4 separate regions of the Mus musculus genome follow, and all the other regions are linked to region 1. A link is a contact called in public Hi-C and promoter capture Hi-C data. All regions are on one chromosome and are shown on one strand. The core of a region is the stretch at or near the end of the contact, and the rest is flanking DNA. Distances in the headings are between cores, read along the strand shown.

Evidence for each region. A called contact is a pair of places that touch in the nucleus more often than the background predicts. Capture Hi-C pulls out chosen DNA fragments and counts their contacts.
Region 2: a contact with region 1 is called in a promoter capture Hi-C map of adipose tissue, with 3 times the contacts expected there. The contact joins the promoter of Phf2 here to the promoter of Tpmt in region 1. A contact is called at or near these places in 1 of 39 promoter capture datasets (pre-B cells), 3 of 115 datasets of contacts at active chromatin or transcription factors (astrocytes, bone marrow-derived macrophages and embryonic forebrain) and 2 of 9 other capture datasets (adipose tissue and liver).
Region 3: a Hi-C map of B cells shows a contact between it and region 1, with 6 read pairs. The contact joins the promoter of Ptpdc1 here to the promoter of Tpmt in region 1. A contact is called at or near these places in 1 of 39 promoter capture datasets (embryonic stem cells), 1 of 484 Hi-C or Micro-C datasets (B cells), 2 of 115 datasets of contacts at active chromatin or transcription factors (astrocytes and embryonic hindbrain) and 2 of 9 other capture datasets (adipose tissue and liver).
Region 4: a contact with region 1 is called in a Hi-C map of B cells, with 7 read pairs. The contact joins the enhancer-like site here to the promoter of Tpmt in region 1. A contact is called at or near these places in 2 of 484 Hi-C or Micro-C datasets (B cells and liver), 4 of 115 datasets of contacts at active chromatin or transcription factors (astrocytes, embryonic midbrain, forebrain and 1 more) and 1 of 9 other capture datasets (liver).

What each region holds. Positions count from the first base shown.
Region 1 is chr13:47,040,217-47,047,280 of GRCm38.p6, forward strand. It overlaps Tpmt (thiopurine methyltransferase), which reads right to left and starts at 3,001. Exons shown (of 9, transcript NM_016785.2): 1 at 2,888-3,001; 2 at 1,183-1,363. The coding sequence starts at 1,307. It overlaps Kdm1b (lysine (K)-specific demethylase 1B), which reads left to right and starts at 3,283. Exons shown (of 21, transcript NM_172262.3): 1 at 3,283-3,454.
Region 2 is chr13:48,866,452-48,873,515 of GRCm38.p6, forward strand. Phf2 (PHD finger protein 2) reads right to left here and starts at 4,434. Exons shown (of 22, transcript NM_011078.3): 1 at 4,217-4,434. The coding sequence starts at 4,314. It overlaps Phf2os1 (a long non-coding RNA gene), which reads left to right and starts at 4,500. Exons shown (of 2, transcript XR_003950516.1): 1 at 4,500-4,752; 2 at 6,401-7,064.
Region 3 is chr13:48,621,001-48,628,064 of GRCm38.p6, forward strand. Ptpdc1 (protein tyrosine phosphatase domain containing 1) reads right to left here and starts at 4,672. Exons shown (of 10, transcript NM_207232.2): 1 at 4,377-4,672.
Region 4 is chr13:48,543,517-48,550,580 of GRCm38.p6, forward strand. No RefSeq gene overlaps it. Among named protein-coding and RNA genes, the nearest start is that of Mirlet7a-1, 8.8 kb to the left of the region's middle. Within about 2 kb of position 2,400, at least 414 of the 459 cell types and tissues checked have an H3K27ac peak or open chromatin away from gene starts, as enhancers often do. A contact at or near this core is called in B cells, astrocytes, forebrain and 2 more, where this site is marked.

The DNA.
Region 1 (7,064 bases), core at 1,751-4,250:
ACCACAATGCTTGCTTTAACTAGCCCAGAATCACAGGAAAGGGGAGAGGAGAATTTATGACACTCTGAACTTTTGCATTCATTATCTCAGTACTCTCAACATTGTAACAAGCAGGTAATGTTAATTATTACAACCTCCGGGTTACACTCAAAGAAACAGGTTAGCTAAGTTACTTGCTTCACTACGCAGTTACTTAGTATTACATATGACTAGCAACCTGGAGTTTTCATGACTGGAAAGTAAAAACTGCTTATGTTGCCTTGAGAAATACATTTGGAAAAGTCTACATTTATATTTATATTCTTATTTTTGTTGTTACGTGAAAGTGATGTTAAGAAGAGGGGTCTCTAAATTTATGTATTTTCAAAATATCAGAGAATATTCTCTCAATAAACTTAACTTTTTCCTTAATTTTAGTTAAGTTAATTTATGGTGTGTGTGTATATGTCTATGTGTACATCTATCATACACATGTATGATGTTCCCATGTCATAGCACATGTCTGGAGGTCAGAGGACAGCTTTCAAGAGTCAGTTCTCACTTTCCTTCATGTGGTGTTTAGGGACAGAACCCAGGCTGTAGGGGTATGTGGCAAGTGCCTATATCTGCTGAGGCAGCCTGTGGGAGCTCACCCTTGCTTGCCCTTGCTTTAGAACATAAGGAGACAGAAAGTTAGATGTTGTTTCAGTATCTGCTGCATGTATAAGCACCTGTGACCAACGTGAACAAAGTGAGGGTGAGCTTTAAGAAGAAGATATATTTCATATATCTGTAAATCAGATTATTGCACACTGAGAGAAATCAAAGTATGATGTGCTATGGGTGCTTTGTGATTCCCTAACGATATGAGATGACAGTGTGTCTGAAAAGAAATGCAATAATGTATTTGTGTGTTACTTTTATTTCAAAGTCAGTTTCTTTTTTCTTCTTTCCTCTCTCTCTCCCTGGAGCTTAGCACTGGCCTCAAACTCACTTATGCAGCTTCAATTTCTAATGCTTTTGTTTCCATCTCTCAAACGCTGATATTACATGCATATGCCACTGCGCCCAGTTTTGTTCAGTGTTGCAGAACAAACCAAGACCTTCCTTCATGCTAAGGTCTCTCTACCCACCAAGGTACACACCCGCTAGAGTCAGTTTCTGATTAAAGCATTTCTCTGCCAGAGACCAAACATGTCTTACTGATGCCCTTGCTCCTGATGGAATGAGATGTGACGGGTCACCCACTTCTCTTTCCAGTCTTCCAGGGTTAGTACTTGGTTCTTTTGTACCTCAGCATCAGGGTGCTCTTTCATATCAAGGGACATGGTACCATCCACGGGTTGTAGACAATTTTTGTCTCTGAGGTTGGTGTCTCCAGTGCCTAAGTGGAAAGACATCTACAATGATGTCATTCAGGAACATTGTGATTCTATTAATGAACGCTACAAAACCCTCTACCTAGGGCAATAGCTTTAAAAACACATATCAGCATTAAAGACAGGAGAGTCGTCACATGCCCCCAGTACTTGGGAGATAGAGGCAAGAGGGTTATTGCAAATTCCAGGCCGACATGATCTATATAGTAGATTCCAGGCCATCCAGGGCTACGTAGCAGGACTCTCTCAAAAACAAATAAGATATGAATGGCAGCATGCCTTCAATCCCAGCAGTAGTTAAGAGTACTTGTTGTTCTTGAAAAGAACCCAGTGCAATTCCCAGAAACCACAAGGTGTCTCGTGGCTGTCTGTAACCCCGTTGCAGTGGATCCAATACAGGCAAGACATTCGTTCATATAAGGAAAAAAAAAAAAAAACTAAAAAAAAATTCCACAGTTCCAACCTGCCCTTTAAATCATTGGTGATCATATGTCTTGAATCTGTGAACCAGCAAACATGTCACAAAGGCAGTAATGTAAGGAAATGTCCTGTTGTTGCATGATTTAGCTTCTGTGCTTAGGATTAAAGAAGGACCATCCCCATCAACTCTGGGAACGGAAATGCACTTCACAGCCAAGTATTTGCTAACAAAAGGCTTTTCCCTGATGCTCATGTCAGGGGGCAGAGTCCAGCATTCTGAGAGGTCGGAGGGAAGTATGGGATTATTGTGGATACAGAAAAGCAAGAGAATCGCTCTCCTCCCATCTCCACTCTCTATCAGAAGCTGTGATGCCCAAAGGTGCCCTACAGAAACAAGGGCTCTCCTGAACACAGAAGAAAGATCTTTAGCCCACCCAGCTCTACCTCACCGAAGCTGGGGCTGTTAAACACAACCACTTAGCTGTTGTAACAGCGCCTCAGAGTGGTGCTCACTGATCATTTTTTGAGAAAAAAAAAAATTCTAAAAACAATAAAGGTGCAAAGTACAAGGTTGAGAAAAGACAGATCCGCAATAACTCCCACTAACAAACGTTTACGTCCAATATGCCTACCTAAAAAACATCTTTTTCTGCCTAGGATTTTTTTTTTTCATTTTTAACAGAGGGTCTATCTAGAACTCACTATATAGTACAGGCTGACCTCTAGCTCGCCCTGATCCTCCTGCCTCAGCTTCCTCGTACACAACAATGCTTGGGTTCTGCTTTAGTTTTATTTTTGAATTTCATTAAACTGAAAAGCTAACTTCACTGAAGTCCACAAATCTCCAGGATGGCTCAGTATTTTACACGTGGACATTGTTATCTGAAACACACCACTAAGCAAGGGGCTACTTAATACATCGGACTCAAAGCATTTCTAGTCTGATCATTTATTCCCAGTTTTTGCTGCGGTTATCGGAACCCCTTTTCGGGACTCAAGTAGCTGGGTCATCCATGCTTTTCGGGAGCCCCATTCTGAAAAAACGCTGTAACAGGCTCACACAGTCTTAGCAGATGACCGCCTTTACTACCGGTTGAGAACTTACTTACCTTGGCTGCAGCTAGCTGCTTACCTCTCAGACACTAGCCCGCCTTTGTAAGCCGGGAGCTGTGCAAGGACTCACAGGCCCCGCCCCAGGGGCGAAGGCCCCGCCCAATGTGGTCTGATCCCACCCCGGAAAAGATTATCCAGGCTCCGGTCCTATAGGCCCTGCCCGGGGCGTGAGAACTCTGCCCAGGACACGCAGGCTCCGCCCAGCGTGCAGACCACGCCCAGGGCGCGCAGGCCCCTCCCAGGACCCTGTGACCCCACCCAGGCCGCCCAGGCCCCACCTTCAAACCTAAGCCCCGCCCCGAAGCAAGGTCTCCGCCCAGAACGCGTAGGGCCCCGCCCTTAGCAGCTGCCGAGATTGCGCAGTGGCGGAAATCATCGGGGCGGGGCGAGCGCCGGGACCCTCCTGCTCCCTGGGCCTGTGCGCTCCTCCCACTCCGGGTCACGGCGTGATAGGGGCGGAAGCGGCGGCGGCCGAGCTGCTGCAGCTGGCAGTGCGGATCAGGCCGTCCGGTGCAGCCCGGTGCAGCCCAGGGCAGCATTCGCCCCCTGGCCAGCGCTCTGAGGTAGGGACTCGAGCCTCACGCGGGCGCGCTTGGGGGTGGCGGCGGGCTTCGGGTGACAGCTCCGCACAAAGCGGCCGGCTGTGTGTTGAGCCTGGTCTGGAGGCGCGCGCGTTCCCCGGGGCTCCCCGGCGTCCCGCGTTTGGAAGGGGTGGCGTGGGGGACCCTGTGCAAGCCGGGGCTTCCCGCGCTGGGCTGCGGGGTTGCGGCGCCGCGGGCTTTCCCACTCGTCGCTCTCTTGGAACCCTGCAGGGAGCTGCTTGCGCCTCGGCCGGGCGGAGGTGAGTTGGGCGGCGGCTGCACCTGGCACTCTGGCGCCGGCACCAGCTGCGGACCGGGTGGACAGGACCCCAGTCTGGATTTCCACTCTGGGCTATGGGAACCCCGCAGCCTGGAGGAGGGGTCTTACTCTGGGATTCCACCCAGCGCTGTAGGGAACCCATCTACATGGAGGCAGGACCCCTTTCTCTGCTCCCACCCGGAGCTGTAGGAGCCCCTTAACGTAGAGGAGTTACCCCACTGTAGGAATCTCTTAGCCCAAAGGAGGGAACCCCACTCTGGGCTCCCACTCGGGGCCGTGGAAACCACCCCCCGCCAGTCGCGAAGAGAGACCCTAGGCTGCGGTCCCACTTGCGGACCAGGGAACCCCGTAGCCAAAAGGAGGGACCCTATACTGTGCTCCCACCAGGGACGTGGAAACCCCGCAGCCAGGAGGGGGGACACCAGACTGCCTTCCCCACTCAGGGTGGTCGGGAATCCCCAAAGCTTGGTAGGAGGGGCCCAGGCTTCCCTTCCCGCTCTGTGGTGGTGAGGAGAAACCCCACGCTGGGCTCCTGTGTGGGGCAGTGGGAGCACCGCGGCCAGGAGGAGGGATCCCAGGTTGCGATCCCCACCTTGGGCAGCGAGGCGCCGTCAGGTTCGCTGGTGTAGCGGATACCTTGGGCATCTGCCGCGAGGGCCGCTGATGAGGGCTCAAGCAAGCCTTCCTTGGGATTGCACACCACCAGGTCCCGGTCCATATGGCTGATAGTCGGCGCAGCTGGCCTGTAAGAGAAGCAGGCCCAGCTGCAGAAAGTTGGGGTTGAGTGATCTGGAACCCAGCCACCGAGGCCCAAGTTCTCGAGCAAGCAGCAGACCACGCCAGGTGTGGGGAATCCCTTTCTTAACCCAGGCACAGCTCAAAAAGCGTTGGTTAGTCTTCAGCCTCCCAACTCAAAGCAATCCTTCTGCCCCAGCCTTTCTGCAGCAAATACAAAGCCACCAACCACATCTGCTTTGAATGCTTACACAATATATTGTGGAATCCTTTCGGAGGTTTTCTTCAGAGGGTATGTGAGAAAATTCTCTCGTCAATAATTGTCTTCCACACGGGGAACAGTTGAGAAAAGACGCAGGGCAATAGGGAATTAAGAATTGAATTATTGGGTTGGGTGTTGAATATTAAATTATAGCACTGGGTCTGTATTTCCGTAACTCAGTTTATCTTGGGAATATGACGCACTCAGCTTGCCTATTTTAAATGACCCATGGAGATTTCAGTTTCTTTCATTAACAGAGAAGTTTCTAGTAGTTTGTCCTGTTCTTACAAGTAATGCTGCCTCCACCGTAAATTTTTACTCTTATTTTCGATTCTTTTGAACTCCAGTTTTTATGAATTTTATGTGTTGGTGTTTAAACTCTTCAATAAACTACGTTCAGAACACCTGGGAGTTATTTAAACATAATTCTAAATACTGACATATTTGCATGTATATTCACTTTTAACACTTTTTTTTAACCAAAAGAAAACTAAAACTCTTCATTTAAAATTAGGAAGAAATAGACTTATAAAACTTGGACCACGAAACTCTAGTCAGTTAGGTGTCTTCACTGAAGAACCAGGTGGGAGGGAGCAGCCAGAGGCAGGGCTTCCACCTGCAATCCCAGCATTCTTGACACAGGCAGGAAGATTGCCAACAGCTGGAGTGGCCAGGGATCCACGTAAAATCCCCGTGCTAACAAGAAAACCAGGTAGGTAGGGAAGGGTTCACTGTGCTTGTTACAATAATACTTTATTTCTAGGAGCATGTTTTAAAACACACTAGTTTGCAAACTCGCAACTCACATTGTTTTCCCTTCGCTCTAATGAAGACCCAAGGACTAAGCATCAGTAAGATGCAGGCTACATTCAGTGCTTAACAGAGTGGGAGCACACGACCCTCTCTCAGTTGAATAATTAAAGATGACGATGCACTGCCTTAAGAACTTTCGGTCGGGTTGAATAGCTCGTACAGTATGCTGCTTTCTTTAGACATTTCTTGATGCTTATTTGTGTCTTTTTTCCACTGTTCGGGTGCAAAGATTGGAAACTTCTGGAAGTCGTGCTTGGTTTTAGGAGTCATGCGTTTCTGGGTTAGGGTCAGTGTTGCGTGAATCAATGCAGAGTTCTTAGGTTCCTGAACCTCACGCTGAGCTTCAGGTTCGCTACAGTACTTGTACATACTGTGTGTGTGACTCTGTGTGTGACTGCGGAATACATGTTTTACATGTAAAGAAATCCATGTATTTTTATGCATGTGAAAATCACACTGACGTGAATGGTTAAGTTAGATGCCCTTTTAAAAGTACAAATGAGACATGGGAGGTAGTTCAATGGTAGAGTGCTTGCCTGGTGTTGTGTATTCCCAGTACAGTATAAAAGTGTGTGCAGATGGAATCTGAAAAGCCTTTGTGTAACAATGATTGAAGGTAGATGGTATTTCTAAAGATGTTACTAGTATAGTGTTAGTATGGTGTACAGTGTAGGACTGGTTTTAATTTTTGTGTTGAGGGTTTAATCTAGGGTCTTATGAATACTAGGCTTGTCTGTTATCATTGAACTAAACTCCTGGCAACCCCCCATCCCCTGCCATTGTGGGCCAGTGAGACATAGAGATGGGTCAGCAGGTAAAAGGCTTTTGTTGCCAAGCCTAATAACCCGAGTTTGATCCCTGGAGCCCACATGGGAGAAGAGGAGAACTGGGTGCTCCTAGAGGTTGACCTCTGACCTCCATACTTGTGCTATGGTATGTGCCCCCACCCAGTACATAAACATAAAGAAAAAAACCACCTCTTTAAAATGAAGTATTCTGCATCTTGGAATGTGCTGGGCTTACATATTTGTAAGCTACAAAGTTAGCTTTATCCTGTCATTAAGAAAGTTATCAAAGACTCCTCACAGTATTGATGTCACGATTTCTTACTCTGGATGCAAGAGTTTCCATTTGATGTTAATAACTTGTGAGAACTGGTCTTGTGGACATGAATGTAACTTACAAATGGGAACTGAGTATTGCAAGGTTGGCACTGTGTAACCGTGAAGGTTCCTGTCTTCTGTGGCACTGCTTCCTTGCTTCCACATCACTTATCCATACAGATGCCTACTTATTTTCATTCCTTCATTCAATGTTGTGGTAACATGACAGAAACATGATAGAAAAAGTGTATAATTACAGATTCATATGCTACCTTGAGTATTTTTCTTATTGAATATTTTCTAATAGCTCATAACCTTTCATGGTTTCAACGCCTAGTTTATAGGTTGTTTTGGTTGGTGGTTTTTGAGACAGTGTCTCATGTCCAAACTGGCCTTGAG
Region 2 (7,064 bases), core at 3,184-5,683, 1.8 Mb after region 1:
CTCAGTCCCTTCTTCCTTGACCTCCTTGCCTTCATTCCTATTACTTGCTTCCACAAATCTCATTTGCCACTCTGAGACATGACACTCAATCCCCTCCCCCAAGGACTGAGCTAGAAGTCCATTTACAAGCAAGAACCTAGTAACAGGCAGGGCAGGCAAGCAGTCCACCTAGCCACGCACCCCACACCCCCAGAGGTCTCACTGCCATTTCTGAGACCCTCCCTAGAACACAGAACAAATATTTATGGAGAGACAAGTGAAACTTTTGTCACTAAAGTCACCTGCTCATCTTTTAAGCTTTCCAAAGTCAATTTTATTGGCAATGCCTCCAAGGAACCTTCTGATAGAATGATCACCCATAAGAGGGTCAGAGGGTCAGGTTTAAGGATGTTGGATGAATTTATGCAGCCATTCCTGCCTCCCAGAGGTCACCGACAATTGAGAGAGGCCAGGTCTTCCAACACAAGCAGTAGGCAGGAGTGCTGGCATGGGATCTGCTCCCATCGACCCAATACATGATACAGACACAAGGAAGGACTATGGTTTTTAACCAAGGGGCTCTGCACAAGAGTAAGACTTCTAAAGAGAACATGTTCTCAGCCCCTGTAGAACTCCAGGTCCCTACCAAATGGACCAGACATGATACCTGAGGGCGGGGGTGGGGGTGGGGGCAACAGGCCTCCAGCTGCTTCCTGCAAGGTCCTGCCTTCAATTCTATCCCTTTTGAATCCAAAATCCAACTTCCAGGGAGCACTACAGGAACCCCAGAAAAGCAGAAGGAATATCAGACATGGCCAAGACACGACTGAATGAGGAGTCTTGCAGTGGCTTAGAAAGAGGCTATACATTTCAGGGACAGAATGGAGAGGATCCTTCCCCATGATCCCCACTCCCCACCGCCCTCTCCAAGAAATGCAGGATAAGCTCTCTTCAGTGTGGCACATACCTCATCCCAGAGGACTGTCCCCAAAGACATTGCTTGCAAGGGTGCAGAGGAGCTTGGTGCCATCTCAGAGGCACACTCACCATGGACTCAAGCTTAGGCTTAAAAAAGCAGCTGTCCTAAGCAAGTCTAGGCCACAGAAGCAGGGAAGCACCAACACTCCACCACTCCAAGCATGGGTGACTTAAGAGATCCTCATTCTAATCCTCCCCAAAACAAGGCTTGCTGGAAATGTGTAATGTGACCCCCAGGTAGGACAAACTGAGGCTTTCTAGTTATTGTGGGGTTTGTTTTTGTTTTGTTTTGTTTCGTTTTTATTTCAAGACATGGTTTTTCTATGTAGTTCTGGCTGTCCTGGAACTTACTTTGTAAATCAGGCTGGCCTGGAACTCAGAGATCTACCTGCTTTCATCTTCCAAGGACTGGAATTAAAGGCGTGTGCCACCACTGCCTGGCTACTGTGTTTATTTTTATGGTTACTGTGTATTGCAAGTTACAATGATGCTCCATTTCGGAGAATGATACAAAGTTTCCTTTTAAAAGAAACTGTTTGCCAGGGTAAGGAATCCAATGCTGTGTGGGACCTGGAAACAGGAAAAGTACATTGAGGAGGGAAACCTGGCTGAAGAAGCTGGCATCAAGGGTGGCACTCAGTCCGGAGTACTGAGCCAAAGTTCTCACCTTGGTTTCAAAGCTGGCATAGCCAACTAAGTAACTTAGAAGTGGAGTGGAAGGTATGTGCAGCCAAACTCTACCCTTCTGTTGTTACTGGTGCTCTGGTATATATTTTTTTATTACTTTAAAATTTTATTTTGGAGGGAGCTCATGCTATGGTGTACATGGGTAGGTTAGAGGACATCTTGCATCTAGCATGTGGGTCCTAGGATTAGAACTGGGCTTGGCATTAAGCCTTCACCTGCTGAGCCATCTCACCAGCCGTTGGTGCTTCTTTTGAGACAGGGTCTCAGATACCCAAGGCTGACTGACCTCCAACTCAATGCATAACCAAGGTTGGCCTTGAACTCTTGATATTCCTGCCTTCAACCTCCCTGGTGCTTAGATTATACACATGCTCTACCACTCCCGGGGATGCCATTTTAAAAATTTCTTCAGTAAGTCTTGTTTCCTCAAGATCAAAAGTGTAAAATCTGACAAGCTGTTCAGACGTGAGGTAAAATGTAAACTCGGAGGGAATTAACAATCCAGGTGCTACATAGCTCTGACGAGAACCATCAGGGGTCTTCCAAGAATAACTGGAGGGGGAGAGACACACAGGGAGCTGACCACACGCCTTCCACTCTTGAACAAGAGAGACTTGAGAGGGGCCCAGGGATCTGGTCCAGGCTACAGGAGCAGGAAGAGGCCCCAGCCTTTCCCTCCCTGCCTGACCTCAGGCCCCAACCCTTGATCCTGCACAAAGCTAGGGAGAGCTCTAGCCCCAGGAAGAGGGGTAACTCATGGTGCACTGGAGCTTAAGAAACCACCTGCTGTGAAGGGTCCCTTTTACTGCCCACAGACCCAAATACATGCAAATGTAGCTGTGCTAATCAACTGCCTGTCTCAGAGCAAATCAAAATCCTCAGAGAAACAGTAAGGTGACTAGACCTCCAAAACCAAAGCAAACAATAAACAACAAACCTCTTCCAGCATCAAGACTCATTATCTCACCCCCCCACCCCCTTCTCTGCCTCGGCAGCAGCCCAGCTGACAGGTAACCAGAGGTGCTATAGGTCTTGGATTGAGACAGGAAGAAGGGGTGCCACCACTCTCAGGGCTACTCAAGTCCAGATTCCCAGCGTTTCTGGATTTGGAGAGGCCTCCGGGCTATCACCCACTGTGATCTGGCCACAAACCCTTCGAGATGGATGCCAGTTGGTGGCTGTTTATAGTGGCCCTGTTTTGGAGCAGAGCCCAGGGGTCACACAACTCTGAGTGCTCTCCACAACCCTAGATATTTGGGGGAGGCAACACAAGATACTCGAGGGATTCCAGTGAGCCATACAGGACCACCCCTCGTAAGGCCAGCCAGGTTGCCCTACAAGAGTGGGCCTCTGTCCCAGGGCCTACAGATGTGAGAAGGCCCATCAAATCCTGGCCACCTAGCTCCCAACACTTAAAGATGACTAGACCAGAGACCACAGCTCTTTTTCAAGACTCCCTAAAGATCCTGGATGTGAGATATCAGAAGGGTCTTCTCTCTAGAAGGAAGGTCAGGGACGGTCCAGAACCACACACCGTTCTCTCCCTCCAGCCTGCTACTCGCTGTTAAAAACTCACACCCAGGGGACAGACAGACCTGTCCAGCTTCAGGCCAGCCCTCTTGAGGCCCAAGCACATCCCACAGGCAAAGTCAAACACAAGAGAACCTGTTGGAGCAGTTTAAGCAGGATGATCACCTCTTTCTCCTCCTCTTACTTCTAAGTAGGAAGGGACTTAGGCTCTTAAAAAGTAGACACAAGGCCAGGTCATGGCCACCGGCAAGGGCCCAGAGGGCGGGTTTAGTATCTCCAAGCTTACCTCTTTCCCTCCTCCCCATCTTCCTTAAAGAGCATAAGGTCATGTCAAAACTGGGGTTCCTCTGCCTGAAGCAGAGAGGAGGGAAATGGGGAGCCGAGCAGGCCAGGAAATGAGCGGCCAAGCCACAACACCCCCACCCCAACACACAGACACTCACGTCGGTCTGTCACTGCACTCCCGCCTAGGCCCGCAGGCCGGCCCGAGCCAGTAGGCACGCGGGGTCCCCGGTGGGGTCCTGCCCGCCAGGACACAGTCCCGAGGGGGTTCCCGGGATCCAGCACAGACGGGGGGCACTGGCCGCTACCTCGCTACCGTTCCCCCGGTCCACCCGAGCCCTGCCAGCTCCGGAGCCCGCCAGTCGCGCCTCTCGGGGGACCCGCGCCGGGCCGCGCGCCCGCCTCTCCCGGCCCGGCCGCCCCGAGCCCGCGCGGGGAAAGTTCCTGCAACTTCGCAGGGGGCTGGCGGCGGGGGCCCCGGGCCTGGGCCTCGTCCGGCTCCTGGCCTCCGCGGCCACTGCGGCCCCGCTGTCAGACGACCGGGTCCCAGCCCCATCGCGGCCGGAGCCCCAACTTCCCCGCGCCCCTCGCCCGCCCCGGCCACGGGCCTCGCTTTGTGCGCGGCGGCCGTACGCCCCCGCCCTGGGCACAAAAGGGCGCGCGGCCCGGCGGCCGAACGCGGCTGCGGTGCCCGGCGGGGCCCGGGGCGCGCGACCAGGGCGCGGGGCTCGGTGGGCCGGGCGGGCCGCGGCGCGCTCACCTGCCGTGGAACCAGTCCTTGCAGGCATCGCACTCGATCATAAAGCGGGTAACGTCGTAGGGCAGCCGGCAGACGCAGTACACGGGCACCGTCGCCATGTTGCCGCGCCGCCGCTCGCCCCGCCGCTGCGCTGCCCGGGTCGGGCCGGGCCGGGCCGGGGGCCGCGCGGCGAGGGCGGCGGGGGCGGCGGGCGCGGGCGCCGCGGCCGGAGCGGACGGGGCCGGGGGCGCTCGGCAGGGCCCGCGCGCGCGCTCGCGGCCGGGCGCGTCCACACAATGCCGGCGCGGGCTGCTGGGGCCGCGCCGGGAGCCGCCCGCCGGGCCGCGGGGCGCAGGGCTGAGAGTGCGCGGGGGGCCCGGCCGCGCGCGGGACACAAAGCGAATGGACGCGCGGGGGCGGCGGGCGGGGAGCCGCGGCCCCACCGAAGGGACCCCCGGCCGCCGAGCGGCCGCTACGTCAGCGCCCCGGGTGGCGCCGCCTCCGCCCGCCGGCCTGGGCCCCGCTCCCGCCGCCGGGAAGGCGGGCCGCGGTAGAAGGTGGGCCGCGGGCCTGGGGGAGCCAGCAGCCGGGCTCGGGGGCACCCCGCGGGAGAGGGTGGCCCCGGGACTCCCAGGGAGACGAGCCGCGGAGCCCCCTGCCCCCGACTACGTGAACACAGTTCGCACAGCCCTGCCTTAGCCAGAAGCAACTCCTTGGCCTTAACTTTCTTCTGACCCCGAAGTGGGATGGACAGGGGGATCTTCCTCCTCTTCCTGGGCCCGGCAGCCTCCCTCCCATCCCGAACTGCGACTGAGTTGCTGGCTTTTGAATAACCTCCCCTTCCCCTTCTTTCTAGCTGGGGGCTGCCTTGCTTCCTCGTACGATCCGGTGAACTTTCCCGATGCTCCGGCAAAAGTCAGGGGACCCGAGAGTGAACTGTTTGTTGTAGGACACAGCTTACCTGGGATTGGTGCCGCCCAGGACCCCTTATTACAACCCATAGACCCACAGACCTTAGGAGCGGAGGACAGTCCAGTGAGTCGCAACTGAGCCACAGGACTGCTGGGGAAGACAAGGGGTTATGTTGTCGCTCTCGCCCCTGCAGTCTTGCTCTGAACTGGCTCCCTGGTCTCACCTGTCCTGCTTAGAGCTTTTTTGTTGGTTGGTTGGTTGGTTGTTTGGTTGGTTGGTGAGATATGAATGAGGGTCCTTCTCTGTCCCCTACCCAGGTCGACCCTGATGAGCAGGGCCATATATTTAGGAAGAAAGCTGTCTGCTAGATCTGCTTCCCCTTTGCCTGTCCCCACACAATACGTGGAGATGCTAGTCTCTGCAGATACATTCCAGAGTTTCAGACCTCTGCTTACCTTGACAAGGCAGAGTCCCAGTTATCCCTGCCCAGAGTGCGGCTGCCAATCAGCTCCATTGCTGGCAACTCAGAGGATAGCCTGTTATGGAATCTGCCCTCAACCAACCCCCACCCTTCCCAAATAGGTAAACCCAGGGCCACAAATCAGGATCCGAACCAGGGCAAGCACTGTGTAACCTAAGGGCACACATGTGGCAGGGGAGATAGGAAATTGGGGCGGGGGGCGCAGACAGGTTACCCCGTCAACCTGTACACAATGAATTCATTTCAAGCTACCTGCCTGAACTCCAGCTGTCCCCTTGGGTCTCCTCTGTACTGGATGGTCCTTCCCCTTACAAGGCAAGAAACAGCTGTTAATCCCCTGTCCCTGTCACCAGGCATGTGTCCTGGTGGGGTAGGCACTGCCCTGTTACCTAAGGCACTCTCCCCAAGAGGTGGTGCAGTTGTCATTCAGCAGAAGTGAAAACTGAAGCTCAGAGCAGTTAAATGCAGAAGGGAAGTAGCCTACCAAAGGTGGGGGCAGAGGGAGCAAGGGAAGAGGACACCCCTGCCCAAGTCCCGAACCTGTTCCTCTCACCTCACCTTTCCCCCAGAAAGCCTGTTCTCCTTCTGGTGGGGTACTGACCACTGGGTGCCTCCATTTACTCTCCTTATCTTCTGACATTCTCTCTGGCAGCCAGCTGTGCCCACTACAGCTGCCCCTGTGCTTGGGGATCAGGTACCCTGATTCTCAGAGCCCTCCCGAAGCTGCTGAGCTATACAGCAGTACAGACCCTACCCCAGGCCTCTGGCCCTAACTTCTGTTTGTTTTCTCCATCCCTTCTCCCACCTCCTAGCCTTAGATGTTTATTGAGCACCTACTCTATGCTGACAGCTGTACACCAGCACTCGGCTTTCCTGTTCATCCTGGAGTAGAAAGAACCAGGGATGGACTTAGATCTGAGTCAGCGATGGGAGAAAGAATGAGAAGGCTGAATGAACAGATGAGTCATCCTCTGAGAACATGACCCAGGAGAGGGGACAAGGTGCTCCTGCTAGCAACAAGAGGTAGAGATGCTCCGGAGCGGGGGTGGGGGTGGGGGGCAGTGTGGTCTGGTGGCCCCCTCTACTGGAGCTTCCTGCCCACCCCCCCCTCGCTCCTCAGGGCTCAGCTCCAGCTCAGCAGCCACACCTGTTCCCACACCACCACTCACATGCCCATTGGCTAGCCTGTGGCCCTATAAGGGGCAATGGCTCACAGGTATGTGGTCTCCACATCAGCTTCGTATCCAGGCACTCCAGTGACACCATGACTTTGGTACTGCACAGCAGCCCCCAGCTTCTTGGCACAGACAAGTCTGCCTCCACGGAGGTATACAGAGGCAACTCTGTTGTCTTGCTTGTAAATATCAGAGTTACCCAGAATCATTCCTAAAGTGCCGGCTTCCTTGTTTGTTTAGTTTGTCTTTCCATGTATTTATTTAGGGTATGTGTGTGTGTGACCGTGCTCATGTCACAGAA
Region 3 (7,064 bases), core at 3,422-5,921, 1.6 Mb after region 1:
GGGATGTTTGAGGGAAATAGAACTGGAGATCACTATCCTAAACAAAACAAGCGGACTCCATGGAGAGAAGAGTCACTTACATTCTTTCATATAGAGCATCTAGGGGTGGAGATTGGGAAGGCCATGAAAATAAAGGATCTATTAGAGATGTGGAAGGGGAAAGTGGGTAAGAAAGGAAATAGATATGGTGAATGTGATATCAAAGTGTGTGTGTGTGTAAGTGTCATAATAAAACCTATTGTATGATATAATACACATTAATGGGAAAAAAACAAGAAACATTTAAAATTGTAATGACCTAAGAGGGCAAGTGCTAAGTTCTGAAGCATGGTTAAAGAGTAATCTAAGTAAACACATACTTGTATGTCCACTGACACTTAACAAGGGCACCACGAATACACAATGCAAAAAAATATAGTTTTTTAAATTAAGGGAAAACTGAATACCCATATGCAAGAAAGGAGAAGAAAAAGTGAAAAAGAAGGAAGAAAGGAAAAGAAAATTACACCACTTACAAAAATTAATTCAAAGCTGAGCATGGTGGCGCATTCCTTTAATCCCAGCATTCTAGGGGCTGAGTCAGGGGGATTTCTGTGAGTTCAGGGCCAGCCTGGTCTACATAATGAGTTCCAGGACATCCAGAACTATATAGTGAAATTCTATCTCAAAAAAAAATTAACTCAAAACATATCAAAGATTTAAAAGGAAGATGTAAAATTTTAAGTCCTAGAATTGTGTAATTCCTAGATTTGCGTTATGGCAGCTATCAGTGTGTCAAAGAAAGTGCAGGGAATTATGAAGAAGAGGACACTTGTGAACCCTCAGGAGACACAAGCATTGCTCTAAGCAATACAGAGAAAAGTATGGCAGTTCCTCAGAACACAAACAAACACACCATGTCTGAGTATCTACACAAAGGTCTGAAATCAGTTTGTCAGAGTGTTATGTGTGCTCCCATGCTCACGCTACACTATTCACAGTGTGCATATGCATACACACATAGAAACCCTATTAGTTTCTACATGGCGGCTGGAGGTGGGAAGCACGATGCTAAGGAAATGAGCCGAAAAGAAAACACAACAGAAGAGAGCAGAACAGTAGTCAGAGAGGTTGAGGGGATGACAGGGGAGTGGAGAGATGGTTGTCAGAAGGAATGCTAGAAAGCGGTCACACAGGAGGAACAGGACTTTCCCCTCAGTTGTACAGCATCATGAATACACTCAGCACTATCGTGTTGTATGTTTCCAGAGTGCCAAATTTCAGATTTTCTCACCACAAAACAATGAAGCAGTAGATGCTAATTTACTCCACACACCAGTCACAAATCATAACATCATTTTATATAGCAATATATAAAAGTACAAATGGCCAATTTACAGTAATTTATAGAAAAAGCCTCAGAAGAGCGGAGATAATAGAATGCTGTAGAGCACTTCCCCAGCGTGTGCAAGGTCCTGGGTCCCATCCCCAGTACTGCAGAGAATACACAAACAAATAGTAATATCAGCTAAGCAAGGTACCTGCAGTAATTAGTGTTTAAAAAATGAAAGCCAAGGGAAAGAGGTGTGTGTGTGTGTGTGTGTGTGTGTGTGTGTGTGTGAGTGTGTTAGAAGTTAAGCTGAAGAATACTGGCATTTCATAGAAGAATTTTAAAATTATGTCTCTTCTAAAACATTTTAGACCTGGGAAATCCTTAACTGTACTCTTACTTATTTTCCTTAAATCCTCTATTCTCTGACATACAATGTATTTTTACTGAGACTTACATGTCTAAGACTTTCATAGCATATTACTTGACCATGTTAGTTTTGTAGATGTTAGTTAGATTTATCACAATCTATAAATGCACTGCTTTATTTAGTGTTTTCTTCATATACTAATTTTATAAGACCAGGCATCTTGAAGATCCTCTTCATATCACCAGTATCAAAGGCCTGAAACATAAGTGTTCATAAATATTTACAGAGACACTAAAGATATGATTGTGGTCATGGGAAACTCTAGATGGTCATTTTGCCTTTAGTTTTCTCAGAATCTGTTAAAAATGACCCATTCTTTTTAAAGGAGTTTTTAGTATCTCACTTATAGTAAATCCTCTATAAATATATCTTTTTTGTAAATAAAAAATCTTACATATTACAGAGGGATTAGAATTGTGAATATGCCCTAGAGGGTGAAAGAAATAATGTTAGCAAAAAGATAATTTAGGTTAGCACTCTACTGGGGCTGTAATGTGCTGTTTAAATGAATGCCACAGCTCTGAAGGCACTGTTCCCGTCTAATGATGAGGTAAACATGAGAGAGAAAGCCACTGCTCCAAGGTCATAACTACAAAGTGTCACAGTTGGGATTAGAGCTCCAGTCTTTCCTTAAATCCAGACAAATAAAATACTAGCTTTATCTCTAATATAGTCAATGCATCACATTGTCTAGTTAATACCAACAAAGAGCCGGTTAGTTTTTCTACTTAAATCATTTTAAGAACAGGAATCATAAACATACATATTTTGATTGAAGCCGAGGGGATATGAGAAATGGCAGAAATATTCACTAACAAAGATGATTCTTAGAAAAGATTTCAATGGATGTATTTTCATACTCCCTCACTCTCCAAAGTTCTTCTGGGTGGAAAAAACCCTTGGGGGCAGGTTTTGGTTTGGAAAAAAAGGGGGTTTGAAATGTTCTTTTAAGAGAACAGTGATTTGAAATTTATATTCAGAATAATTTTTAGATTTTTTTTCTCCCCTATATATGGAATAATTCTGCCTGTGAGAATGTTCTAAATTTATGTGACATCAGGGGGGCATCACTAATCATGATACAGCATGGTAAAGACCACAAACATCATTTTGTTAAACTGGTGATACTACAGGTAAATTGTGATTCTTACTTTTCTTCATATGACTTTTTTTGGGGGGGGGGTGGTTTCGAGACAGGGTTTTTCTGTATAGCTCTGGCTGTCCTGGAATTCACTTTGTAGACCAGGCTGGCCTCTAACTCAGAAATCCGCCTGCCTCTGCCTCCCGACTGCTGGGATTTAAAAAAAAAAGTGTATTCAGTAGTGGTCAAGGAAGATCATATAAAAAGAGAGAGAGAGATTCAGTAGTGTTCTCTCAATTCGCTTGGATTCCACCAACAAAGGATTTTTTTCTGATGAAAACCCAACCTCCCTTAAAAGGACATGAAGTACTGTTGAGATGGGGAATCTGGGTCTCCAGGACACAATGCTGTGAAGGCACCGGTATCCGGTTAGCAATTAGTTATTGCTAAGACGGACTACGGACTTCCAAATGGGAATCGTCTATGAGGTCTTAAGCAAATTTCATGCTGGTCCCAGTTTGTCTCTAAGACCTGGGTATCCACACTTTTTAAAAAGCCACAGGTGGGATTCCTGGGTAGCGAGAAGTTTCGCTACAACTGAACAGGAAGAAACCACATGGTGATGAGTGAGTGGTTTGAGGTCATACATGCGTGTTTACATTTTATTTCTTTCCACTAACAGCTCTGATTGTGGCAAATCACCCAAGCCTTCCTTTCTGAGGGAAAGACAAAAACAAAACAACAACCTGGAATGACACTTTGTTGTTAAACTCAAGAAAGCTTATGCTGTGCAGGGTGGGGGTGGAGGGTGAGGTGGAGGTGGATATATACATGTTCACACAGGTTAATAGTGCCCGCCATGATAACAGCTTCTCAGGCTCCTTCAGCTCGCAGTCAATGAATGATAGCTTGTGTTCAGTTTTTAGCATAGACAACCCTTGCTGGAATAATTTGATCAGCTATTTCCCTAAAGCACTGTTTCTCAAGCTCCACCCCCCTCCTCCCTGGGCCTTTGTTTACTAAATTTTCTTTTCCATTAAAATTTAATACCACAGGTAGGGTGTATCTATGGTGTGGTCCTCTGAAAGGCCACAAACCCTTTATTATATAAGAAAACACACACACCCCAGAGCAGGGACATCGACATCATCATCATCATTATCAACGTTGAGAATGCATGTCAGGAGAAAAAGTGACTTGGTCAAGGTCACGTGACTCGTTTACTGACAGAAAGAGGTCCGAATTAGGGATCCCAAAGTGGTAGCCTGATACCTGCTTGTGGCTGTCTTGTCTGCTTTATTTGTAATGAAGAACTAGTTGTCAATATTTCTAATCAAGAGATTTCAACTAAAACACCCAAGCAAGCCTCCAACTGCTCCCGAGAAATCCGAGTGTCGCAGCACTTGAGCAAGACAGAGGGGCGCCCGGTGGCCCTGGTCCCCCGCCCCGCCTCTAGGGATGCGCCTCCAAATAACGCCTCCCTGGATAACCCGCCGCGTAAGGACAACCGTCTGGGGACCGCTCGGCGGGCGCCTAACTGGCTGCGGACTCCGAACCTCTTGGCGCGCTTCGCTCTCCGGCTTCGGAGCCCTGGAGCCGACGGGTCGGTGTCTCACGTCTAGGGCCGGGAGGCGCGGGCGGAGAGGACCGGCCGGCCCCGGGCGCTGCTCGGGCGGGTTCCGCGGCGCTGGCCTGCCCGCAGGCCCGGCCTCCCGCCGCGCCTCTGAGCAGGGAGACTCCCCGCCAGGCGCGCTACACAACGTCTCCCTCGGGCGCGCGCACGGGCCACTCCACAGCCCGGCCGCCGAGGACGCCCTGTCGCCGCCGCGGCCTTGCGCGCGCCCGACCCAACAGCCAATAGCCGGAGCCGCTCGGTGCACGTGATACGCGCCAGCCAATGGAGACTCGAGGCGGCCCGTGACGCGGCGGACAGCTTCTAAGGTTTTCGAACATGTGGGAGCCGCTGGGAAGCCGAGCTGGGGCTTGAGTGGTCGCGGGCTGAGCCGACGGCGTGTGCGCGGAAAGCCCGGAGGACCCTCAGGGCCATGAGAGGGCGCGGCTGCCAGCCTGCAGCATGGGGGTGGGGGTGGGGGGCACCGACTCCCCACGAGCCCCGGTGCAGAGTCGCAGGAGGAGCGAGGACTGCTCTGGAGCTTCGCTCACGGAACCACGTGTTCCGTCTCAGCGCCCAAAGAAGAAGAAAAGCCCATATTATGCATCGAATGTCTTCATTTCCCCCCTAATATTCTTGAACTATTATATTTAATAGTCAATATTGTCTTGCACTATGACAGTTTAAATATGAATTTCTGGAGTTGGTCTAGTAGGGGAAAGTTGAATTATGTAGAGGGGGGAAAATGAAGACCAAGTGCTGTCATAAGTATGGGTCCTGTAGGTATCTGGTGAAACCACTGTACCTGTTAGCAACGATCCGTGTTGCTAACGAAAGTCCCAACTGCCACTTGTTCTGTAAGCATACTTTAACTCAAGTAGAAATTTCCCCTCGGTTGTTCTGAAACAGACCATCAGCAAATGTTCACTAAGGCAGTAATTTAAAGACACCAGTGCTGTAGCAGTTGGATGACCAAAGCTAAAAACCCATAAATACTATGTCTCTCCACAGTGGAGTAGGCTAGCCTAATAAATCTGAATTCTCCAACTCTCAGAGTGGTGTTTGGTTCTTCTTTGGTCAGTTTTCCATAACACCAGAGTCTCTTCCTTCTGTTCTCCTGCAATCCTTAGACTTTCTTTGTCAAAGCCTTGCCAGCATCTTAGCCTCTTGTGACTCCAGGTCTGGACAGGAACAGGGACCCTGTCATTAAGAGACCTGACTGGTCTCTGCCCTCTTGTAACAGAAACTCCAGGTTCCAGAATCCTGATCTAAACTCACAGGCATTTCTTCTCATTAAAGCTGTACCCAGGGATCCAGACATTCTGCCATGTCACCCTTAAAAAATCAGGTTTCCTTTCAATTTGTGTCATGGATCAAAATCGTAGACAGAGCACCATCCACCATGTCCTTATTTAATATTTTAATAAAGATCTTACTAGAAGCCTACCCATCAACTTAATCATATTATAGATCTTACATACTCAGTAACATGACCTCATGTAGTTGAGAAATGTCTTCACTAGGCACATTTCTGTTCTTAAGGAAATCCCATGCCAAAAAAGTGAGGGATGGATCCAGATAAGCATCTACCAGCCTCTGCTGAGTCCATGTTTTCAAACTCTACTAGAAGTCCTGTTATCTCATACAGTTCAGTAGAAATGTCTTTCTAGTGCAGGACACTGCTAGGCAAATTCTGTGGCGCTCTGTGCTAGATGCTTTACATATATTTTCTATTTTGTCCATGCCATTAATAGCTTTGTGATGATACAAGTGACATCGAAAGCTGTAAATGTATGCAATGGTGTCAGCGTTCGGAGGCTGATTATGGGATGGATCCCCAGGTATGGCAGTCTCTAGATGGTCCATCCTTTCGTCTCAGCTCCAAACTTTGTCTCTGTAACTCCTTCCATGGTGTTTTGTTCCCAATTCTATGAAGAGGCAAAGTGTCCACACTTTGGTCTTCGTTCTTCTTGAGTTTCATGTGTTTTGCAAATTGTATCTTGTATCTTGTGCATTCTAAGTTTCTTGGCTAATATCCACTTATCAATCAGTACATATCATGTGAGTTCTTTTGTGATTGGATCACTTCACTCAGGTCCATCCATTTGCCTAGAAATTTCATATAAACTAACCAGTACCCCCCAGAGCTCGTGTCTCTAGCTGCATATGTATCAGAAGATGGCTTAGTCGGCATTGTTGGAAAGAGAGGCCCATTGGTCTTGCAAACTTTAGATGCTTCAGTACAGGGGAACGCCAGGGCCAAGAAGTGGGAGTAGGTGGGTAGGGGAGTAGGTGGGTAGGGGAGTGGTGGGGAGGGTATGGGGGACTTTTGGGATAGCATTGGAAATGTAAATGAGGAAAATACCTAATAAAAAAATTAAAAAAAAAGAAAGTTGTAAATGGTGACAAACTAGCATGGCAGAAGGGCTTTAGGTATACTAAATGAGTGATCTGGTTTCAATTAGTTGTACAGTGCTGCAAACATAAATATAAGGAATATAAATCTGTGTTTTCAGTTAACAAAGTTCTCTGTCTAAAGTTAACCTGGATCAACAAACAGTATAGGGGAAAAAATACTACCTTATAGCCCAGTAAGCAGGCCTCATATAAATATACTAATACAAGAAAGATT
Region 4 (7,064 bases), core at 1,150-3,649, 1.5 Mb after region 1:
CTTAAATGGGAGAGGGGAGCAGTGTTTTACACATTTCACCAAATATGACTATAGAGCTGTTTCTATTATTCCTTGGAGATCAGTGTAAGAGAGGAAATGTGCTCTTCAGGAGGACATTAACCATTTCTGCCACTCACAAAATGGTACTTTGCAGGAAAACTAACAGATATAGCTGATGTAGCACATTATTTCGTATTTTAAATCTTCCTAAAAGTTTCTGATCACCACATACTAAGTGATTCAGGATACATTATTTGGAACATTCATTGGTGGTGCTTCCATCTAGCCTCCTTTATTTGAAACAGGGTCTTATACAGCTCAGGATGGCCTGGAACCTTCTACATAGCTGAGGATAACCTCTAACAGTGCAGGGATTGCAGGCAGGAACTGGAGATGGAACCCAGGGCTTGAGGCATGGCTGGCAAGTACTCTTTATCAACTGAGTGAGCTACACCTCCAGCTCTGGCTTTGTAGTATTTTTAAAAAGGCTTCTTTTTTTTAATTATTTTGTATTATGTCTGCACAAATGTGGACATCGAAGGATAACTTGGAGTCAGTTCTCTCCTCCCACCATGTGGGTGAGTCCCAAGGATTCAAACTTGGGTCACTGTCAGGTATGATGCTAAGTGCCTTCAACCACTTATCTATCTGCACAATTGTCACCAACTCACACTGGTTCTGTAACATTAGTTACTGAAATAAAAGGAACTTGATATTTAGGATGCTATTCTCTAAACCAATTAGTTTCCTTAGTTCTGGAGGAGGTTTACTAGGGACATTTCCCAGGACCCTCAAGAAATCTAAATGAGACTTACTAACATTAAATTATTATGAGCATTTATTTTATTAGTACTGGAAACTCAACCCACCAATTCAGGCATGTCTGACAAGCTTTCTATCACTGAGCAACAACTCCAGCAGGACCATTTGTTTTAATACTTCACTCTGTGAACTGAAGTACTTTTTTTTGTTGTTTGTTTGTTTTTGAAACAGGTTTTATCTGTGCAGTCCTGGCTGTCCTGGAACTTGCTCTGTAGATCAGGCTGCCCTCAAAACTCTTGAGATCCACCTGCCTCTGCCTCCTGAGTGCTGGGATTAAACTTGTGTGCCAACACCTTCTTTATAGCCACATGTTTTGCATTCCTCTACCTTTCCAGCTTGAAAAATTACTAAGTCTCAAATCAGCACAACTTCAATTTATAGTGGGGGAGGGCACAGCTTGCTTCAAGTCTACAAAACTATCAATTTCTACAATAAAATTACCCATAGGGTAAAATGCACGCCCCATCTACACAATTTTGATAACACTTTTTAGACCCGACTTAATTTGGAAGATTTCTATTCTCTAATTAAAGTTCTTACATTTCCAACTAGTATTTTTGTTACACTAACAATTTCAAATTTCCCAAATATTACTGCTTCAACTGACAGAACCTAATGAAAGGCCAGAATGCTGAAAAATCTGTATTAAACTAACTTTTCTTTTTTTGGCTTTTTTCGAGACAGGGTTTCTCTGTGTAGCCCTGGCTGTCCTGATACTCACTTTGTAGACCAGGCTAGCCTAGAACTCAGATATCCGCCTGCCTCTGCCTCCCAAGTGCTGGGATTAAAGGCGTGCCCGGCTAAACTAACTTTTCTTATAAAAAGATTGTTTACTTGTTCAATTTTCTTCACAAGATTATCAGGCAATCAAAAACAAGAACACTAATGTTTTAAACTTCAAAAACAGGTTGCCAATATTTTTCAACAGTTAAAAAAGCAATCTGTCATCGTCTTCCATTTTAACTAAGTTTCTAAAGTTTTTCTCCGCCCCCCCTTGTCCTTTCATAATTATCCTTTTAACACAAAAAGTTGAAAACTACAACACAGACGATCACTTCTGACACAGACCCTGCACTAACAAGCGGGATCACCGAAGGGCAGTCCTGGCCAAGGGCATAAAGGTTACCACCCTGCCTCCGCTAAAGAGCGCGCCGAGAGATAAGTTTTCTTAGCCGGCCTCCGAGAGGCCACCCGCTTCCAAGAGTTTGCAGCCTCCCCAGTCAAAAGGCCAGTCTCGTTTCCGGTGCCACCGAGCTGCAAATCTCCTACCCCATCCCCTGGGATACAGTTTCCTCCCGCTCTCGCGCTCCCCTCCCCCTGGCCAAGGACGGGCAGCCGCAGCGATCCTCCAGCCCCAGCAGCTGCTCCAGGCCCTCAGGCCGCAGTTGGCCGAGCGGAGCAGGGGCAAGCAGCCAGCGTTGGCTCTCCGTTCCCTCCCTGCCAGCGCCTTCCCGCCCCGCCCCGTCCCTCCCCGCCCCCCGCACTTCCTACCTTCCTCCATCCCACCCCCCCCAACCAAAGCCAAGGTCTCCCCGGCCCACAAACCTGACGGCGGAAGTGACGTCATAGAGGCCCGGCTACGTCCGCAGCCAGTCACGCCACAGCGGGGAGGTAGCCCCGACCAACCGGCGCGAGCCAGAGGGCGGGACTTCCGTCCGCCGCAAGTTTGATTGAAGCGGCGGGGGAGGGGCGAGGTGAGGAATGTGAAGAATGACCCCCCTCCCCCGCCCGGTCGCCGAGGAGCTGGGCGGGAAGCGGAGGGGGCTGGGGCAGGCCAGCGGCCACGCGGCACCCCTCCCCCGCCCGAGCCCCAAGGCCCACGGCATCCGTGGGCCACCGGCCCCGGGGCCACCCGCCTGCCCGAGGCGCCCAGGCCATCCCACGGGTCCCAGGGTGCGGCGCGGCAGCCCCCAAGTCTTCCCTCCTGGTCGCCCGCTGCCGCCGCCGCTGAGTCTGGAGGAGGGAAAAATGGCGACGTCCCCGCGCTCGCCTTCACGCCCGCAGTACCCACCTCAAGCTCGCGGATAAAGGCGTCCCGCTGCCGCCACGGGAAATGGTCTGGCTTTCCCCCCACCGTGGCCCTCCACCGCCGCGCCCGGGAGAGAGCAGCGCGCGAGAACCCGGATGGAAGCGCGGGCGGGCGGGCGCCGCCTCGGCGGCCTGAGGGAAGGCTACGCGCGCGCCGGGAATCCGAGGCGGGGGCGGGAGCTGCGGGCAGCGCGCATTCCTATTGGCGGACGCTGTTGACGGACGTGTGCCTCGCCCTCTCGCCTTAGCCGGTCGGGGCTCACCCGGACCCCCACTGGAGGGTGACGGCTGAGCCCGCCCCCGCCGCGGAGAAGGCGGGTCTGGCCCGCCCACCGTGACAGGCTCCTCTTTCCCTACTGGAGGACCGGGAGAATAGCGAGGACCGTCCTCTGAGTCCCGCCCTCCGCGGTGATGGACAAGTCGTGTCACGTGGCCTCCGTCCGCTCTGCCGGCTGCGAGGCGGGAGGTGCTAGAGTTTTCGGGGCGGTTTTCACGTGTACCCAAGATGTTGGATTCACTCAGTCTTCCCTCTCGGGGGCTCCGGGGCTCGACGCCAAGGCCACTCCATACCTCACTTCACCCATCTGTCACATAAGGAGTTAGGTCTCCTATGGTGTATCTTTTATCTCTTTTATTTTTTTTTTCTTTCCCATGTATTGAAATTTTTGTGCTAAAACTTTTTCAAAGCAATCTTTACGAATTCTTTTTTTTTAAATCAATGCAAAAGCATTTCTTCATTCTTACTGGAACTTTCCATGCACTAGGAGACCTCTCTGCTCTTTGGTGGGTGGGTTGGGGTACTATTTAATGATAGTAGGTTTGCACGGTTTAAAAAAGAGAGTCAAGAGAGTCAAGCATCAACAAAACCCTATGAACATTCATCTGCAATCCATCCAGGGGAAAAAGGCACTGTACACGTCAGCAAAGTGCTTATATTATAAACTCCAACTATAAGCCATCCTAACATTCTCTGTCCAAAGCAAATGACAAGAGAGTTTAGAAGATGGGAGAGTTTGGGACTAAAGTGAACAAGTGAACAAAAAGAAGAGGAGGGTGGTGAACCTTGTGGGATAGGTAGGATATGGGGAGGAAGAGCTTCAACCTTCAGGATATACTGTGAGAAAGAGGATTATAAACCACACGATGTCATCAACTCTTCATACAAAGCTGGACTCCTCACAGTAGGTTTTCCTTCGTAGGCATAGCGGTGTGGATTTTGCTGTTTCGTTTTCTTCCTTTTTTTCTTTCTACTTTTTTTTTTTTTTCAGTAAACAGAAACCTAATTTGAAGGTGACTTACAGAATCAAAATGCCTCAATATAGCCACCTGACTGGCGACGGATGGCTGAAGCTTCTGGTTTCCGTCCTAAGAGAAAGAGACATTCTAGACTATGGGAATTGGGACCTATAAAGTAGGAGTAGCCCACAGAGAAGCCACCCCCTGGGCCCTGAAAGAGCAAATTCCTTCAGCCGAGGTCCTTGGAGAGGCCCACCCTGTGTCCTGGAGGCTTTGCTACCTCAGTTCCGTTCCACCTCTAGCATGACTCCCTCCAAATTTTCTCAGTCCAGACAAACAAGTAATTGTAACCAAAACTGCCAAAGTAAAGCATACATACTTCTCGAAATGTCCTCTGGCCTCTTTGCCTCAGTCCTCCCCTTGTTAAGATCTCCTTTGACCTGTGTCTTCTCTTTTGTCCTTTCGTTCATTGTTCATTGCATGACTTCAAGATGATATATTCACTTCTTGATCTCCCTGCTGTTCATCGATCAGACTCTCCGTCCTTATTCCGGGGTGTGATGGGCCATTTTAGTGTGTCAGTTTGAGCCACCATGCCCCAAGATATCTTATTAAATAATATTGCTGGATGTCTGTGAGGATGTTTCTAGAAGAGATTAACATTTAAAGTGGTAAACTAAGGAAAAACTAATGGCTTTGCCTAATGTGAGTGGATATCATCCAGCCCATCCAGGGCTTGAATGAACCAAAACGGTACAGGGACACAGGGTGGCTGAATTCTCTGCTTTCTGACTCCTAGGCCCTGAGATTTCACCAGCAGCAGCTTGCCTAGGTCTGCAGCTTCCATATGGAAAATTGTGGGCCACGGCCCAGCTAGATGGCTCAGCAGATAAAATGTGCTTGCCGCCAAGGCTGATGACTAAGTTCAGTTCCCAGAATCTGCATGGTAGAAGGGAACCAACTCCTGCCAAGTTGTCCTCTGACCACACAAACGCACACATATATGCTGAGTAAATGAAAAAAATTTTTTTCAAGGAATTAATAGGACTTCTTAGACTTCATAATCATTGATCGAAGAAGACACATACACATTTATACGTAGATGCTCCTTGTCTTGTGATAAAGTTTGGACCCAATAAATCAATATTGTAAGTCAGACTGTCATAAGGTGGGAGCATTGAATACACTACCAGTTCTGCTCTTCTGGTAAACACTGGCTAATACAGCAGATCACCTTTGGCAGTTGGCCTAGGCCTTGTTATAGCCTGGTCTGGTTATCATAAGAATGATATCTGTCAAGCGGGGCAGTGGTGGTCCACGCCTTTAATCCCAGCCCTTGGGAGGCAGAGGCAGGTAGATTTCTGAGTTTGAGGCCAGCCTGGTCTACAGAGTGAGTTCCAGGACAGCCAGGGCTACACAGAGAAACTCTGTCTTGGAAAACAAACAAATAAACAAAAAAAAAAGATATCTGTCAGTGTCTTCCACAACCTCATCTACTCCATAGGCCCCATGACTCCTGAGGGGCCTTAAGTGCTAGTACTCCCCGAGGAGTCACAACAGAAAAAAAAAAAAATTCCACAAGCAGAGACCTCAGGCAGAGAGGGATACTTTCCAAGGTTATCCTTAGAGAGGGGTGGACATCAGTTATACTATCTGTCTCACATTATCTTCCTCAAGGGGTTTACAAACAGGTCATAGCCCAGGGTTCCACGTGTTCCCAGAAATGCTTGTTACTCTCGGGCAATGTTTTAAATCTATCTTAAATTGGCTGACAGCATTCAAAAAAAGATCAAGACGTTTAATTTGAAAATATCTAGATGTCTTGGTTTTCTCAGAAAAAAAAAAAAAAAGGGAATCTCTGCATTCAGTCTGCATTTCAACATGACACTGTACTCTCCGTGCAAGCTGAACTCTCCTGCCTACCAGTCACCAATGAGCCTGCTTCATTTTTATTCTGAGCCTGGTCCCTGAAATCATTGAATGAGTCCTCTGGACTTAAAGCAGTCTCCTCTTGGGGTGGGGGTCAGGGATTGCTCCCGACCCATTTCAAGTGTGAGGTTTCACTGAGCTGACACCTTCACCACAGAGCTGAGAAGGTGGCACAGGCAGAGCAGTACTACAAAAGTCACTATCTAAATGAGGTCAATTAGAGTTCCTTCCTAAGAGTGTATCGGAAATGAGCTCAGAGAAGAGAACCCTCATGACCTCGGCCCCAAAGCGGCAAGGACATAAGGAGAGGCCTATCTGCAAGAGTAGAGAAGCAAGGGGCCTGGGAAGATAGCTCAGTGTGGTCATTAGTTCAGTCAGTCTCAACACCCACATAAAAAGCCAAGTGTGGAAGCAGGCCCCTATTTCCAGGGCTGGGGAGACACCCAGCCAGCCCAGCAGAGTCAGTGAGCTTCAGGTTCAGCGAGAGACCCTGTCTCAGAAAATAAAGGTGACTGGCATTGACTTCTTTCCTCCACATGTACATACATAAGTGCACAAACTACATGTGCATGCACACACACAAACACGCACACACACACACACACACACATTCGCGCACATGGAGAATCAGAGACAAAACGCTGAGAGCGGGGGTTATGACAGAAGCCGAGTCCCTGCATTCTGGGATTCCTGAGATCACAGTGATGAACCAGCCTGCCTCCATCTTAGGCTTGAAGGCTTCTTACAGTAAAGGCAAACTAGGTTCATTCCTCTTTATGATTAAATCTGTTTCTCAAGGATTGGCCTGTAACCTTAACTACAAATAGTTCTGTGCTGCCTGTTCCAGGAAACAACTACGTCCTTGTTTCAAAAAGTTGTAATAACCATCTTGCAACCCTACCATTGTTTGAGAAGATTGCTATGAAGTCCACCTTGTTATGTTTTGCTTCTGTAAACCCCACCTATTTAACTCGACAGTCAAATTCCCCCATTTGGAAACCCCCTACCCCTGAGCTATAGAAACCTTGTCTTCCTCACATTCAATGCTG